3 separate regions of the Mus musculus genome follow, and regions 2 and 3 are each linked to region 1. The links are chromatin contacts, called in public Hi-C and HiChIP or PLAC-seq maps. All regions are on one chromosome and are shown on one strand. The core of a region is the stretch at or near the end of the contact, and the rest is flanking DNA. Distances in the headings are between cores, read along the strand shown. Region 1 has its middle 59 kb from the start of Gm42291. Region 2 overlaps Gm34628 (a long non-coding RNA gene). Region 3 has its middle 12 kb from the start of Gm34628.

Region 1 (4,662 bases), core at 1,823-4,322:
AAGGAAATGAGAAACGAAAGCAATGGGAATCACTGTAAGGGGGCCTCACGTTCTTCATCCTTTGCAGTTCTCTAGTACAGCTCAGGATGTTTCTGACCTGATGCATTATGGGTCAAGTGTAGTGACACTGCATAATGGAGAGGGGCAAGGAGCCAGGGTGGGGCTGAAGGAAGACCTGAATGCATGATTTACTTTATAGGAGCCAATAGACCATCCTGAGGAAGCATTTGGAGGGAGAGGGGCTATGTCTGGAAGCATATCCCAGCACCCAGGGATCTAAGCAGTGCCCTCTGTAAGAAGAAGACTTCATCTGTAGGAAATGAACTAGATTACGGTCTCATGAAAACAGTCAGAGGAAAGCCACATGGGACTCCAGAGTTACACCAGAAGGACCCACAACTAGAATTGGACACCTCTACCAGGTCAAGTTATTTGATAAATGAAAGGGTGCAGGAAATAAAAACACAATTCTATGGGCAGGTTGGACTAGACTGACGGATACTGACTGAGACGATATGTAATTGATACTAGGTGAGAGTCCTGGGAAGGCTTCAGAATTGGATCTCAACTATAAATTTATTTCATTTCCCAGTTTATCAACACATGTTAGAAGCATGGCATCATTCAATTCAAAACCTTGGAACACTAAACAATGTGGCAAGGGGCATGTAGAAGGTTATCTGGTTCACTGACCTGACTCTTATTGCTGGTCAAGTTATGACCTCACTCTTCCTAAACCGGAAGACATCTTTGGGAGGCGTTAGTGCAGTCCAGGACCACAGCTAACCTCAGCCAGTCTCTATCATTTCTAGTAAGTTGGTTCAAGCTAATCACCAGTCTCTTGTTGTTTACTTGAGGACAGCTTGTCACTGTTTGCTTCTAATTAGCACTTGTGTCTTAATTTGGTTATGAGCTATAAACACTGGAAGACAAAGGAAAAATGCCGAGGAACATGAGAAATGCATAAGACAGAAGCATTTTATGCAAACCAAACTGTCTCAAACATTCTCTCTTCATTTCAGAGTTTGGAAGTCACTCAGGTTGATGGTAGCATATTTTTAAGAGTTTGTGTTCCAAGCAATGTTTAAAACCATACGTCATGAGCACTAAAGCCAGGTGATTACAGACATATGGGTGTCAGCTTGATTGCTTTATTTTATTTTATTTTTTTTATGGCTGTCTCTTTCTTAAATTTTGGTTTCACTGTGCTTTTAGGTATCCCCGTTCTGTTGTGGGATCTGCCAAGTCTTTCTGATTTCATTTTCTGTTACGGAGTCAGCTAGCTCCTCTACAAAAGCCCTCCAATGACATTTAGTATGATTTAGCAGAACTCCAGTAAGGACTTAAGTGAATACTGCCTATACTGTGTCATTGGAATTGGGGACTGTCAGCAAAGCAGATAAGTCAATCTGCAGGCTTCTCTAGGGGAGCCACACAGAGCTCTTAGAGCTGTCGACAGCACATCCTGTGTACAGCTTCAGCCCCCGGAAGTGCTTTCATACAGCAGCAAGTCCAGCCTTTCAAATGCTGCAATGGAGGTCTTTGTTGGCAAGTTCTCTGTCTGTGTGTACAGAGGACTCATTCTTCCATGAAAGGCCAGGCAGCCTGCTGATGGGCCAAACCAGTTTACAGTGATGTTGCTCTCGGGAGGGAACAGCAAGCAAGCCACTGGTGTGGCCCATAATGGAGCCATTTATCTCTCTGCAGCTTTGTGTCTGTACAGCTATCCCTAGTACATGCCACCTTCAGTGTGCCTCCCGTACCGCAGCCTTTGAGAAGCAATGCTTAACAGACTGGAGTACTTCTGACACTCCTAAGATAAATTCCTGAATCTACAACAGAGGCGCTTACAAGGTGCTGTCTCCAGGGTCCCTCGGGGAAATGCTTTGAGGAGAAAGTAATGTCAGTCAGTGCGCACCCCTCCCTCCACACACCCACCTTTCCCTTTGATCTTAGCATGTTTACCTGTGGCTTACTGGTACCAAGACAAACTAGGTATGGAACATTGGGCTTTGAAATAGGTCTGGTTCTCCAATAGGCGTTCTTTGAAGTCAGATCCATTATGTATTGTTTATTGCCTTTCCAAGCGTGCCCACATGTATTTCTAAGACCAGGGCTCATCTTTACTTATTCAAAAGAACTCCAGTTTGTTGCCATATTGGCCATCCTTTGATTTTTTTTTCTTTTTTAAGAAGAGTGAAATAGTACCTCTGGAGTCCATTTTGTCCACTTACAAAGTATTTTAACAATATACGTTAGGGGCAATTTTACATCTCTCTGTACCATTACTATCTTCCCAAGCACAATTATATGTCAAGTGAACAACTCAGAACTCCTTATGCCCTGTAATAAATCATCAATGTAATGGGTAAAAAGAATTTGTCATTGTTCGCTGTATATACAGAGTTATGTGGCATCTAACCTCAAATTTCTTTTAGATCACATATAAATACATAATAAAATAATAATGCTCATTAGTCAACACCAAATATAAGTTCCAGATGTTTGAACATCAAAGTATTTATAGGCCTATAGAAACTGCCTTGAAACAGGAACTGCTCCTCCGGAGTGGGACAGCAAGACAGGGCTATGAAACCTTCTTGAGTCCTCAGAAACAAAAGCTATTCTTGTTTATGCATAAATTATGAATGACTTTATTTTTTAAGGCTGAGTCATTGGCCAGTACATGTGTCTACAAATCCGGTTTCACAGGCGAATGGGAACTGACCAGACTAACAAGAATTCTACAACAAATCACTTTTTCCCCATTTTGTCTGGGGGTTCTGCCACTGCTCTTGTTAAGGCACAGTGGAGTTGGCGTCTTTGGCTACTTGCCTTGCCACAGACCCATACCACTTAGTTGCCAAGTAAGGGCTGGCTGCTCAGAACACAATGGCAGGGCAATAGGCTGTGGAAGAAGGGTCTCCACAGCTCCCTCAAGTGGTGGGACTGAATGCTGGCAGTAGGGTCTCTGGAAGGAAGCCACCCCACCCCCACCTCAAGCTGATGCCAATTCCAGAATTGCTCCCCTTCCCAGCCCTCAACTTAGTGGCCTTATGTTCACAGTGAGGGTAGGAGAAAGCCCTGGAGGCTCTGAGAGTGACTGTACCACTTAGTCACTGACTGATCTTTAGCAAATAAGCTGACTTTCCTCTTAAAATTTCTCATTCATAGAATGAAGAGTCATACAGAATCACCTTTCAGGTCCTGTCCATCATCGATGAGCTATGATCTGATTTTGATTCAACTACACAGGAAGAATGAAATGTATTTTAAGTTTATCAATACCACACACGCACCCCCCCCCCAGCCGATGTTCAATACGGCTAATGAGTGGTTTCGTTAATCATGACTCAAGAGAGAATTTCACCAGCAACACAAACCTCCCCAAACGAGTAGCTAGCTATCCTTTGCTGCAGCAAGGAACAAACTTGGAGATGTTAGGTATTTTCTGGGGGATTTGATATGAAAACGCCATATCCATATAGCTTGTTGGCAACATGAAAAACACGTCTCTGTTGTTCTTTTCTGCCTCAAGTCTCCCTCACACAGGAAGGAGAGAAAGGAGGATGCTTCACACTAACAGTGATTCAAACTCTCCAGCGACTGAGTCTGTGAATGTCAAGAATTCAAGCATGACTTAGTCACCCTCATTTTCTACCCTAAATGCTTTCTGTTGATCTCTATAACCACAGAGGAAGTATCCTCTGGAGAGAAGTGTTTGTTTCTTAAAACATCACAGAGGCAAATTAATATTTGAATCTGAGTTCCATGGAGCTTTTTTGGGGGGAAGCCATTTTTGGGTGGAGACAATCAAACTTCTTTTTATCCTCTGCTCAGAGGGAATCTATTTATATTAGCACACTTGTCCGTGCTAAGAATCTTGAGATGCTGGGGAGATGGCTCAGTGGGAAAGAACACTTTCATGCAAGTGTGAGGACCTGAAGATGAATCTTCAGTAACCCTGGGAAAGAGCCAGGCGTGGCTATGTGTGTCTATTAATTGGAATCCTGGGGAACAGAGGCAAGCAGGTCCCAGGAACTTGCTGGCCCATCAGGCTAGCTAAAAAGACAGACTTCCAGTTCACTGAGAGACACTGTCTCAGGGCACTCAGGCCGTGAGTGACAGAGAAAGGCTCAATGTCTTCCTCTAGCTTCCACATGTGTGCACACAGTCCCAAGCACATCTGTATACTCATTGTGTAGACATTACATACAGCTTCCTCCCCCCCCAGAAGTCTTGACTTCCCTCTGATAAACTTTGACAAATATAAAAGATCAATAGCAGTCACATATTAGTTTTCATTAAGAAACGACTGCAAGCGTCTACCATCAACATGGGATAATGGCAGTGTGGACTAGAGATGATTTACACCTTAAAGCCTGATATTGCACAATTAACAATAAGCTCATTATTACTTGATGCATTTGCTCAAACAGAAACCACATGTGACTGGGAATTTGAAAACGGAACAGACGTTGGCAAATGTTTCCCAAATATAATACACCATCCTGACAGCTAATGCATCAGCAATGTTTACTTCGGCAAATGTTTCCAATTTGGAGGAAGGGGAAAAATGGAGTGTCTAATAATAACCTCTTACATCTGAATACAGTCTGATGCTTTGGAGTTTAAAAAGCACTTTCCATGTATACATCCGCT
Region 2 (4,703 bases), core at 1,186-3,685, 97 kb before region 1:
TTGGCCTTCAGACAGTTGGGAGGGGAGAAAGATCAAGTATTTGAGTAAATATGGCAGAGACTTCTGCAGCACATAACTCTGGGAGTTACTCCTCTATTTATTCCATGCTAACACCTGCTACTGAACACTCAGTATTCCGATTGCAGCACAAACAGACCTGACCAGACAGTATGGAATTTCTACCTGGAATTCAAGAGATGAAGAAAGCCTTTTTGTCCAGATGTGGGGCAACTTCTCTGTGAACTTTAAGACAAGAGTCTGGAAGGAGGATCTAAGAGACTTGTTTCTATCTTCATTCCCTTAGGGAACTGTGTTGCCTTTATCCTAGGCACCCACTATAGAGGTACCATGAGGTGCTTTAGAGGTGCCATGAGGTGCTACTTTCTGGATGAGACCAGAATGAGCATGTCTAGGATCCTTGAAGCTGCTTTGAGCCTTCCCATTTGCTTCTGGAGACCCTGGACTCTTGGCAGCTGCTATGTAAGAACTCAAAGGCCGATGGAAGTTGAGGTCATTTTCACTCTCAAGCCTGACTGGAGGAAAGAAAGCCATCTTGGGCTGCGAGCCATGAGGCTTTTCCCCCTCAGGCACTCTCATGTGGATGGATGGATGGATGATGTCCTCAGCCCCACCACAGAGCCTAGCAGACCTCCCAGCAACTTTAGCAATCTGTCAGCATCCCCAGGCAGAATGCTCTGGGAGGCCTCGCTGCAGCTTTGATTCCAATCCTATGTGCTTCTAGGGTTTCTTGGGCTGGCTTGTATAAAGGAAGAGAGTATCTCTGATGCTGAAAGCAAGCTGGGAGGGATTCTTTATCTCTGGGAACATGGAGTGAAGTACCTCAGGGAGGAGAGAAACCTTTATGACTTGTCCAGTCCAGCTATCATGTGGCTTGAGGCTTCTAGATGTTGGGGGCCTCTGTTTGTTCCTCATCAGTCCCAAGCCCCATGACTCTAAATTCTCCTTTGGGGCAAGTGTGGTTCCTGACCTGTTCTCACAACAATTCTACCAAAAGGCAACTTGATGCTGCACAGAGATGACTACATGTTCCAAACCAGGCAACAGAGAGGCTTTAAGTCTCACTGGGTCATTGGCCTATTCTATGTCCTTGGGCAAGTGATTTTGTAATTTTTGAATTTGTGGAGTAGGAGATTGTGGTACCTGTTTCATAAGGCATGAAGGATTGTCTGAAAAAAAATGTAAGGAGAGTTCTTGGCATATAGCTGGCATACAATGGATGCTTCATTGCTCCATCCCTGCTGAGGTGGGAAGGCTGGATGATACAAAGGTGCCAAGAAAACTGGAGATATACCTTGAACTAAGAAGCCCTCTACTGATCACAGCCCTGCTTCTAGTGTTAACAGAGCTCCAGACAGGAGGGAGAAGAATGTTACACTTAGGACTCAGAGGAGTAGAAACTTGGGCGTTGCCTAGGTCTGCAGTGCTTAGCATAGGTGGGCTAGAGAAGATATAGGTGTGTAGGGTTATTCTGCTTATAGAGATGATTGCAGAATCCACTGAGGCATGGAACAAACACTTAATGAAACTTGGATGATGTGCCAGACCCACTCCACCTTCTATGCACTCTCTGCTGCTCCATCTCTCCTCACTCAACTGCTTCCTTGTATCTCAAAAATCTGCGTTTCTTGAATTATACTCCTCTCTCCAGCTAACACTCAGAAGTCTTGTGATCAGTAATTTATTCCAACAGCTCTGATTTGTCCAAGGCAGTTGGATGTATATTAGTAGTGGCAAGCAGAAGGAGCCTGGAGTCTCGGTGGGCTCAGCACTCCTTTAGAACTTCCGCAGGGCGGAGCTGCAGCACATGCTTCTCCATGGATCGGACTGGAATTCCAGCTGGCATTTGTATAGCTCCATATCTCTGCCTCCCAAAGGGTACAGCAAGCATAAGCTGGGGCTGAGAGATCCACGTGTCAGATACAAGGAAGACTTGCTCCGGGTGGCCCCACTGAGGAGGGATTGGCTTGTGTTCTGGAATTCCCAAATAGAGAACAAAGAAAGAGATCTGTCATCACATTGGTGTGGAGTTCTTGCTTCTAGAGAGCTAGATTTCTTGGCCCCTATCTTCTCTTACACACAACGTTCTCACGAGTGAGAAACCCAAATGCAAGTGAAGAGACACAGACCAGTTCGGAAAATAAACTTTGGCGTTCAAGATGGCCCCCTTGTAGTTCACCTTAACCTACCTCTGTGATCTCACCTGAGATGACTCCCTACATGCACCCTGCATTCCAGTGAACTCATTCTGTCTAGGTAATTCTGGCCTTTCTGCCTTCTGCCTGAGCAGGTCTTTCTCCCTGGAGCACCTCCTCAGGACACTTTGATTCTCTGTTTCCATTAAGCAGGACCTTACATGGTCTCATATGCTGCTCCGTGACACATTCTTCCATCCCTGGAAGTGATGCTTCCTCTTCTGGCTCTGCATATCTTTTCCTAAAATTCATTCAACAAGTATTTACTGAGTCATCCCACAATCCAAACACTATTCTAGATACATCAATGGGTGACAAAACGTCTTTGACCGAAGAGTTTATATCCTGATATTTCATTTAACTCACCGCCACATTTGGATGGGTCTTATTCTCCTAGAAGACATTTTCCACTCAAGATCAGATTGACAGCCATGCCTGGTGGCATAGACCTGTCAGCTCAGCTACTTGGGAGGCTGAGGCAGGAGGATCACAAGTTCAAGACTTGCCTTGGCAAACTTAATGAGACCTTTTCTCACAATAATGTAATAAGTGGGTTTAGAGCTTGGATAGAATGTTGAAGCCCCAGACCTAGTCCCTAGTACTCAAAGAGCAGACTTTAAAGAACATATTTAATTTGTCTTTAGTCATACGTATGTCTGTGTGGTCATGTACGAGTATGTGCACATGAATGCAGGTGTCCAAGAAGGATAGAACAGGGCACATGATCCCATGGAACTGGAGTTATGGAGGTGTGAGCTGCCTTCTATGGGTACTTGGAACTGAACATATATGCTCTTAACCTCAGAGCCATCTCTCCAGTTTTATTCTCTTCTCCTCATCTGACTTGGCACCTTTGCATGTGGTTTCCTTCTGCATGAAATAGTCTTCTCTCTCCACTACAAACACCTGCTTGCTTTAGCATTTCATAGCATGAGAGTTCACCCTTGGAATTTCTAGTTTGAAGGCTCAACACTCTCATGGCATGAAAGCTATTGCATCACGTGTCCCAGGTCCCTGTGTATGAGTCTGAGACAGTTTTGGTGATGTGTGCCTCTTCTTCAGATGGTAAGCAACTGAGATCAGAGACAGTGTCAACTTTTGTTTGCTATTTGAAGTTCAAGCATAGAGAAGGGCTTTCTTGAGTGTTTATTGAGGGAATGGCTGAATATCCCCACTTGCCATACTGTATACTTCTGCCATGTGTAGATGTGGTCAAACATGTGGATTGCTGTCACTAATAGAATAATTCTGGACATTCTCCTTTCATCTGTACATTTTTGGCTCTCAAGTCTCTATCCTAAATTGAGCTCCAGCAACTCTGGATACCATGACAAGAACAAAATTCTATGCACATGGAATGTTAGTACTCTACTTCTGGGATTCCTAATTGAATAAAATGAATCCAGAGTTTGTAGAGACCCAGAAAGATAGTTCATCAGGAAAAAGGCACTTACCACAGAAGAGTGCTGGCCTGAGTTTGACCCCTGGGACCCATATAAAGGTGGAGAAAAAGAGAACTGACTCTGTAAAGTTGTTCTATGATCTCCACACCTGTACTGTAACACATGTACACACACCAATAATAAAAATAATAGTACTGTTAATAATAGTAACAATAAATAATATGAATAACAACAATAGGTATTTTGGTCCATTCAGTGCTGAAAGTAGCATGTTAAGGTGTATAAATGGACACACTGTATAAAGGTTTATAGAAGACATTCCTTGACACAATGGGCATCTACTCATATTGGCAACAAGGGATATACCTGATCTTCCTGAGATGTCAGCCCAGTATATAAAGTTTTACCCAGGACCTTGTAGTAGCTGGAGAATAGCAGTTGAAACAAAAAGATTTCTTATAAATGGAAGAGAGAATGCAACATTGAATGAAATCTTTTCCTTCATTATATGACTTCTTAAAAAGGGAATGGTAGTGCCATACATTGACTTATTAATAAGAAAGCCCACAGCGATGAATTATATTCACAAATACTATCTAATTTTATCACAATACTCTAGTGAGACTTGTATCACTCCTACTTTTGATAGCTGAGAAGATTGAGGCTTGCAATGGTTTGCTCAAGGACAGATGGCTATTATATTTGTCAGGATTGATTGTGCTGGATGGTGTGGTTGTTTTGCTGAAATGGCAACACCAGCACTTCTGTGCATTGGAGGTTTGCTTCGTCTTGCTCCTATTGTTAAGGGTTTGCTAGAGGATTCTGTACAAGGCTTGATTATTGGATGACTGTGATAATTTTAATTGCCAACTTGATGAAATTGGAATCACTTGGTAAGAGTTTTTAATGAGGGACTGTCTATATTAAGTTGCCCTGTAGGCATGCCTGTAGGGGATTGTCTTGATTGTATTAAATGATGTGGAAAGACTAAGCCCACTGTGGGAAGCTTCATTCTCTAGGCAAGGATCCTAGAGTGCTTAAGAGTAAAGAAGGTGGTCTGAGAATTTGGCATGTATGTTTGTTTCTC
Region 3 (4,490 bases), core at 1,756-4,255, 120 kb before region 1:
TGGAAAGTGAGGACCATGGAAACAGTCCCTCCAAGGAGCTGCACAGTTACACTTCTGTGGACAGCATCCTTTCTCAGTCAGGTTCTGTTTTCCTATCTGCTAGATGAGGTTAGTCTCACTTGGCCTGGAATCTATCATTTCGTGTTGGACGGGGGTGGGGTGGGGCTGCTTTTGCTGGGAGGTCGAATGGTTTTCACTAGTCAAGGGTATCATCAAAAGCCAACAAACTAGTTTTTTGATAACGAATCCTATGAAACTAGTTACAAGGCTATGGACTTTGTTCCAGATGCTCAGAGACAGCTGGAGGGTATCGGCGAGCTTCAGAGAAAGCCCCATGTTTTGTCCTCATCCTCTCATCTCTAGATCACCACTTTAATCCACCACTAGAATTTCTCAGAAGCGTAGAGGACCTCTAGAAGGTTGTTCCATCCTCTGTTTCTGCAGGGCCACAGGGCATGCTCAGGAGTAGGAGGGATCCTCACTGGCAGCCTGCGATCCCTGACATGCAGTGTGTGTGCCGAGGGAAGAGTTAAGGGGCACACGCCGGCTCTTACTCATCTTGCTCATTTTAATACCTGGCTTAGGGCCTGGTTCAGAGTAGGTGTGAGCAAATGTTTGTTGAATTAAGTTTCTGTAGTTTAAAGAATTAGCTTTGATGCTATTTGCGTCTTACAGACAGAAAATTTTGAAATAGATCATGGTTTTTTCTTTGAATTGCCTGCTATGAAGCTCAAAGGTAAATTAGTGGGCCATCTCTAGCAAATAACTAAAATATAGACTTGATTTCCTCTCTCTCTCTCTCTCTCTCTCTCTCTCTCTCTCTCTCTCTCTCCCTCTCCCCCTCTCCCTCTCCCTTTCCCCCTCCCTCTCCCCCTCCCTCTCCCCCTCCCTCTCCCTCTCCTTCTCTCCCTCTCCCTCCCTCCTTCCCTGTCTCCCTTCCTCCCTCTTTCTCTATGTGTGCATGTGTGTACCTGTGTGTGTGTGTGTGTGTGTGTGTGTGTGTGTGCACGTGCTTGTGTGCGAGTGTGTGCCTACCTGGTGTCACCTTGTTTTTCTTAAGGCTGATATTCATGGTACTGAATTATTAAACCTGCCTCAAATTCTTTTAGAACAAGGAACAACTCACTCATTAAATCTGAGGCAATATCTGGGACAATTCCTGGTATATAACAGAAGGTCAAAATAGTTATTTAATAGTGAACAAATTAACGGCATTTTTATCTGAATCTTAAGTTTGAACTTCATTTTTTTTTTTAAATATCAATCAGCCTCAGACTCACATTCTTTTAAAACAAACAGAGGTCAGTGGAAAATCATACTGGGAAATGGATGCAGCTGGACAGAGCGACTGTTGTAAGATCACGCACAGATCCAGTGGCTCTAAGGTAGTGCCTCCTTGTGGTTTTCCTTCTGATTTACCTACCACAGTTTTCATTACTCCCAAATCCTTCCTCTGAAGGAAGGGAGACAGAGAGAGACAGAGAGAGAGAGAGAGAGAGAGAGAGAGAGAGAGAGAGAGAGAGAGAGAGAGAGAGAGAGAGAGAGAGAAACATTTATCAAGAGAGCAATGTCGCCCACACCGATGGACCTGCCGCCATCCTATTCATTTGTTCTCCTTTGCTGTCACAGTGGCAGCTCATCTGATGAGCCACAGGGTGATCTTCTTCCTAAAATTCATGCGGAGGAACAGTGAGACAGTGCTGGTCGCTCCATTCATCAGATAACCTACAGTCTCCTTGGAGGCTGGGAGGGGAGAGTTGGCCTCCTGAGGTTTATCTTGGACAGAAGCCAGCCAGCCTATGGCTAAAAGAATGAGCCACTTTATCTTGTCAAACATCTCCATTAAATCATGGCCAAGGGAGAACCAATGAAACTGGATTTTGGTGCAAATGATCACTTGTGAATGTGCATCATGCACACACATACACACAATATATATATATATATATATATATACATATATACACACACACACACACACACACACACACACAGATATATCATGTGTATATACATTATAATATATACGCACATGTGTTATATATAGTCACTGTGTATATAATATCATATATAAGCTTCTCTCTCTCTTTCTCATTGCTCTGAAGAGAGCTGAGCTGAGAAAGCCATGCTTCTACATAACTGCTTCACTTGTTTGCTCTTGCAGAGTGTGCCCAAGAGTGTTCCTTTAGCGCCAGCATTTTTACCGCTCTATATTTAGAGTAGAAGTCTCTGCTCAGCCAATAAACTTTTAAAGCAAAGACCCTCGAATCAAAAGAACTATTTCTTCTTCCTTATCATCACCCTTTGTACAGTTGGAAAGACACAGGCAAAGTGTTTCCTTGAGCCATAACCATGCCCACTTTTGGCCAATCAGTTTTCTCTGTTATCCCTCCAGTGGGACACTGTAGGTCTGTCTATTCGGAGAGTTTGCTGAAATATATCTACAGAAGATTCATTTAAAAACATGCCATCAGTGACCTTGAAGACCTTCATTACCCTAAATAGCTGAAGCAACTTTCTTGCCTCTAAACTATTTCCCTTCCTTGCATGCTTTTCCTCCTTGGTCACCCTGGGACATCTAGATCACATGCCATTCTCCACATGAGATCTCAAGGAATAATCGACCACTTTCTCATTTGTGCTTCCTCTGTGGAACTAATAGCCATGGAAACATCACCAGTGTATGTGACCATTGTGAGGTTATGTGTCTGGTTGTCTCAGTGTGCTGTGAGCTCTTCCTTAGTAGGGGCATCTCTCCCTCATCTATCCATAATACTTCAGTCTATCCAGGGGCAAGGTTTCTGTGGGTGAGCATGTATACTCGCCCCTCCTGTTGATTCACTGGGCTGCTGCTCTTGACTTATTCAGACTCTTGTCTTACCTGTAAGGAGTGGACTCTGCAGAAATCCTTGCCAGGAAAGAATCTGAGGTACGAGTCACAGCATCTCTGCTTGCTCATGGCAAGAACTGTGATGATCACGCAGTCCAGAGTCCCGGGGCCTTGTTCACAAGCTCAGATACATCTTCTGAGTCACACTTGGCTAGTTATTGCTTGAGCCTCAGTTTGAAGAAGGAAAAGACCCAGTTCTTTCCTACAGTCTTCTCTAGAGGTTTCTGCTGCAGGTTTCAGTGTGAAGCTTGAGCCTTCTTAGGAGTGTTTTGTGAGTTTGGTTCAGTTTTTGTTTTTGAGATAAGTTTACACAGACAAGCTTTCTTTGGAGGAGAGTGTAGGTCTGTTGGAAATCCCATTTTTGTACAAGTTGCAACTGTGAATTCTCAACTACACTTTCAGCTTACTAGGAAAGTGCTAGGCCTTCCTCAGGCAGTTATAGTGAATATGACTTGTAATTGTGGAGGAGACCAAAGTATGTCTGGAGCTATATTCTAAAACAGAGGAGTTGATCAGACACGTTGGAGGGTTAGTTAACATTTTTGCTATTTCCCGGGTTTTTCAAGAGAGCAAAAAGGAGCCTCTCTAGCCTCTCAAAGGAGATAAATTGTGATGAATCTCTGATACAATCTTGGTTGTGATGGGTATTGGTTAAAGTGAATGGCCACCAGTACAAAGTGACATACACAAAGCAGAGCACGTCTGTCCACTCCTTTAGAACTCCATTTCTAACAATTGACCTTTAATTAGCACTGGCTTTTGGGGGTGTTCAGTTCTGTGGGCATCTTACGTTAAACTCCCCCAAGAGTTCAGAAGCCTTCTAGAATACATTTATGACATTTATGATAAATATAGGTTTAGAGTAGAGGTAGACTCCATCTGATGGTATAGATCCTGGTGATTTATAGATTATATAGATTCTTTGTTAAAATTTGTGGCCCAAGGCATAAGAGAAGCAGAAGAAGAGATGATAATTTTTGTTTTAGTTTCATTTTGATTAAAATAATGGTTTTGTTGAATTTAAGTAAGAGATATCAGTGGAATATCAGTGGAATGCTAATATGGAAAGGGGAAGATTTCACAGGGTCCTTGCCCTAGACAAAAATTTATAGGTAACTATTGATGGCTGTGAGAAGAAGAATCAGTCTCTCTCAGGGATGAATCCCATTGTACAATGGACACATATATGTGCACATGTGCTGGGGGGGTGGGGAGAGAGGGAAAGGGGGAGGAAGAGGGAGAGAGAGAACAAACTAGTATCATCAGTTTTTATTTAACTATACTTGTGTTCACATATGTGTGGGTGACAGTAATCAAGAAAAAGAGGCTATTTATTTGAGAATGGGAAACAGGAAGGGAATGGGGAAAGGTGGCTGGTATGGGACTGGAGGAAGGAAAGTGATCTAATTTTATTTCAACTAAGAACACATTAAATAAATTAAATAATTAAATATAAAATTAAAACTTTGCTTGACCAGTCCCTACATATACTATCTGAGACAATGACTTAGTCATCTTCATATAAATATCCAACATTTTATTTATAAGTTAATTTAGATATTTGGACTATACAGAATGACAGATAAGTTTCCTTTAATGA

The links. A called contact is a pair of places that touch in the nucleus more often than the background predicts. HiChIP or PLAC-seq counts read pairs in DNA pulled down with a chosen protein or histone mark.
Region 2: a contact with region 1 is called in an H3K27ac HiChIP or PLAC-seq map of a colorectal cancer cell line, with 4 times the contacts expected there. The contact joins two enhancer-like sites. A contact is called at or near these places in 1 of 15 datasets of contacts at CTCF or cohesin (the NIH/3T3 cell line), 21 of 484 Hi-C or Micro-C datasets (the C2C12 cell line, the C3H10T1/2 cell line, the MC38 cell line and 10 more) and 2 of 115 datasets of contacts at active chromatin or transcription factors (a colorectal cancer cell line and embryonic fibroblasts).
Region 3: a Hi-C map of tail fibroblasts shows a contact between it and region 1, with 4 times the contacts expected there. The contact joins two enhancer-like sites. A contact is called at or near these places in 1 of 39 promoter capture datasets (hippocampal neurons), 2 of 15 datasets of contacts at CTCF or cohesin (the NIH/3T3 cell line and embryonic stem cells), 63 of 484 Hi-C or Micro-C datasets (3T3-L1-derived adipocytes, the C2C12 cell line, the C3H10T1/2 cell line and 35 more) and 6 of 115 datasets of contacts at active chromatin or transcription factors (the NIH/3T3 cell line, bone marrow-derived dendritic cells, a colorectal cancer cell line and 3 more).

Annotation. Positions count from the first base shown.
Region 1 is chr4:56,372,876-56,377,537 of GRCm38.p6, reverse strand. No RefSeq gene overlaps it. Among named protein-coding and RNA genes, the nearest start is that of Gm42291, 59 kb to the right of the region's middle. Within about 2 kb of position 3,072, at least 59 of the 459 cell types and tissues checked have an H3K27ac peak or open chromatin away from gene starts, as enhancers often do. A contact at or near this core is called in the C2C12 cell line, the C3H10T1/2 cell line, the NIH/3T3 cell line and 4 more, where this site is marked.
Region 2 is chr4:56,469,448-56,474,150 of GRCm38.p6, reverse strand. All of the region lies in intron 1 of Gm34628 (a long non-coding RNA gene), which reads left to right. Among named protein-coding and RNA genes, the nearest start is that of Gm34628, 6.6 kb to the left of the region's middle. Within about 2 kb of position 2,435, at least 1 of the 459 cell types and tissues checked has an H3K27ac peak or open chromatin away from gene starts, as enhancers often do. A contact at or near this core is called in a colorectal cancer cell line, where this site is marked.
Region 3 is chr4:56,488,041-56,492,530 of GRCm38.p6, reverse strand. No RefSeq gene overlaps it. Among named protein-coding and RNA genes, the nearest start is that of Gm34628, 12 kb to the right of the region's middle. Within about 2 kb of position 3,005, at least 12 of the 459 cell types and tissues checked have an H3K27ac peak or open chromatin away from gene starts, as enhancers often do. A contact at or near this core is called in the C2C12 cell line, the C3H10T1/2 cell line, the NIH/3T3 cell line and 4 more, where this site is marked.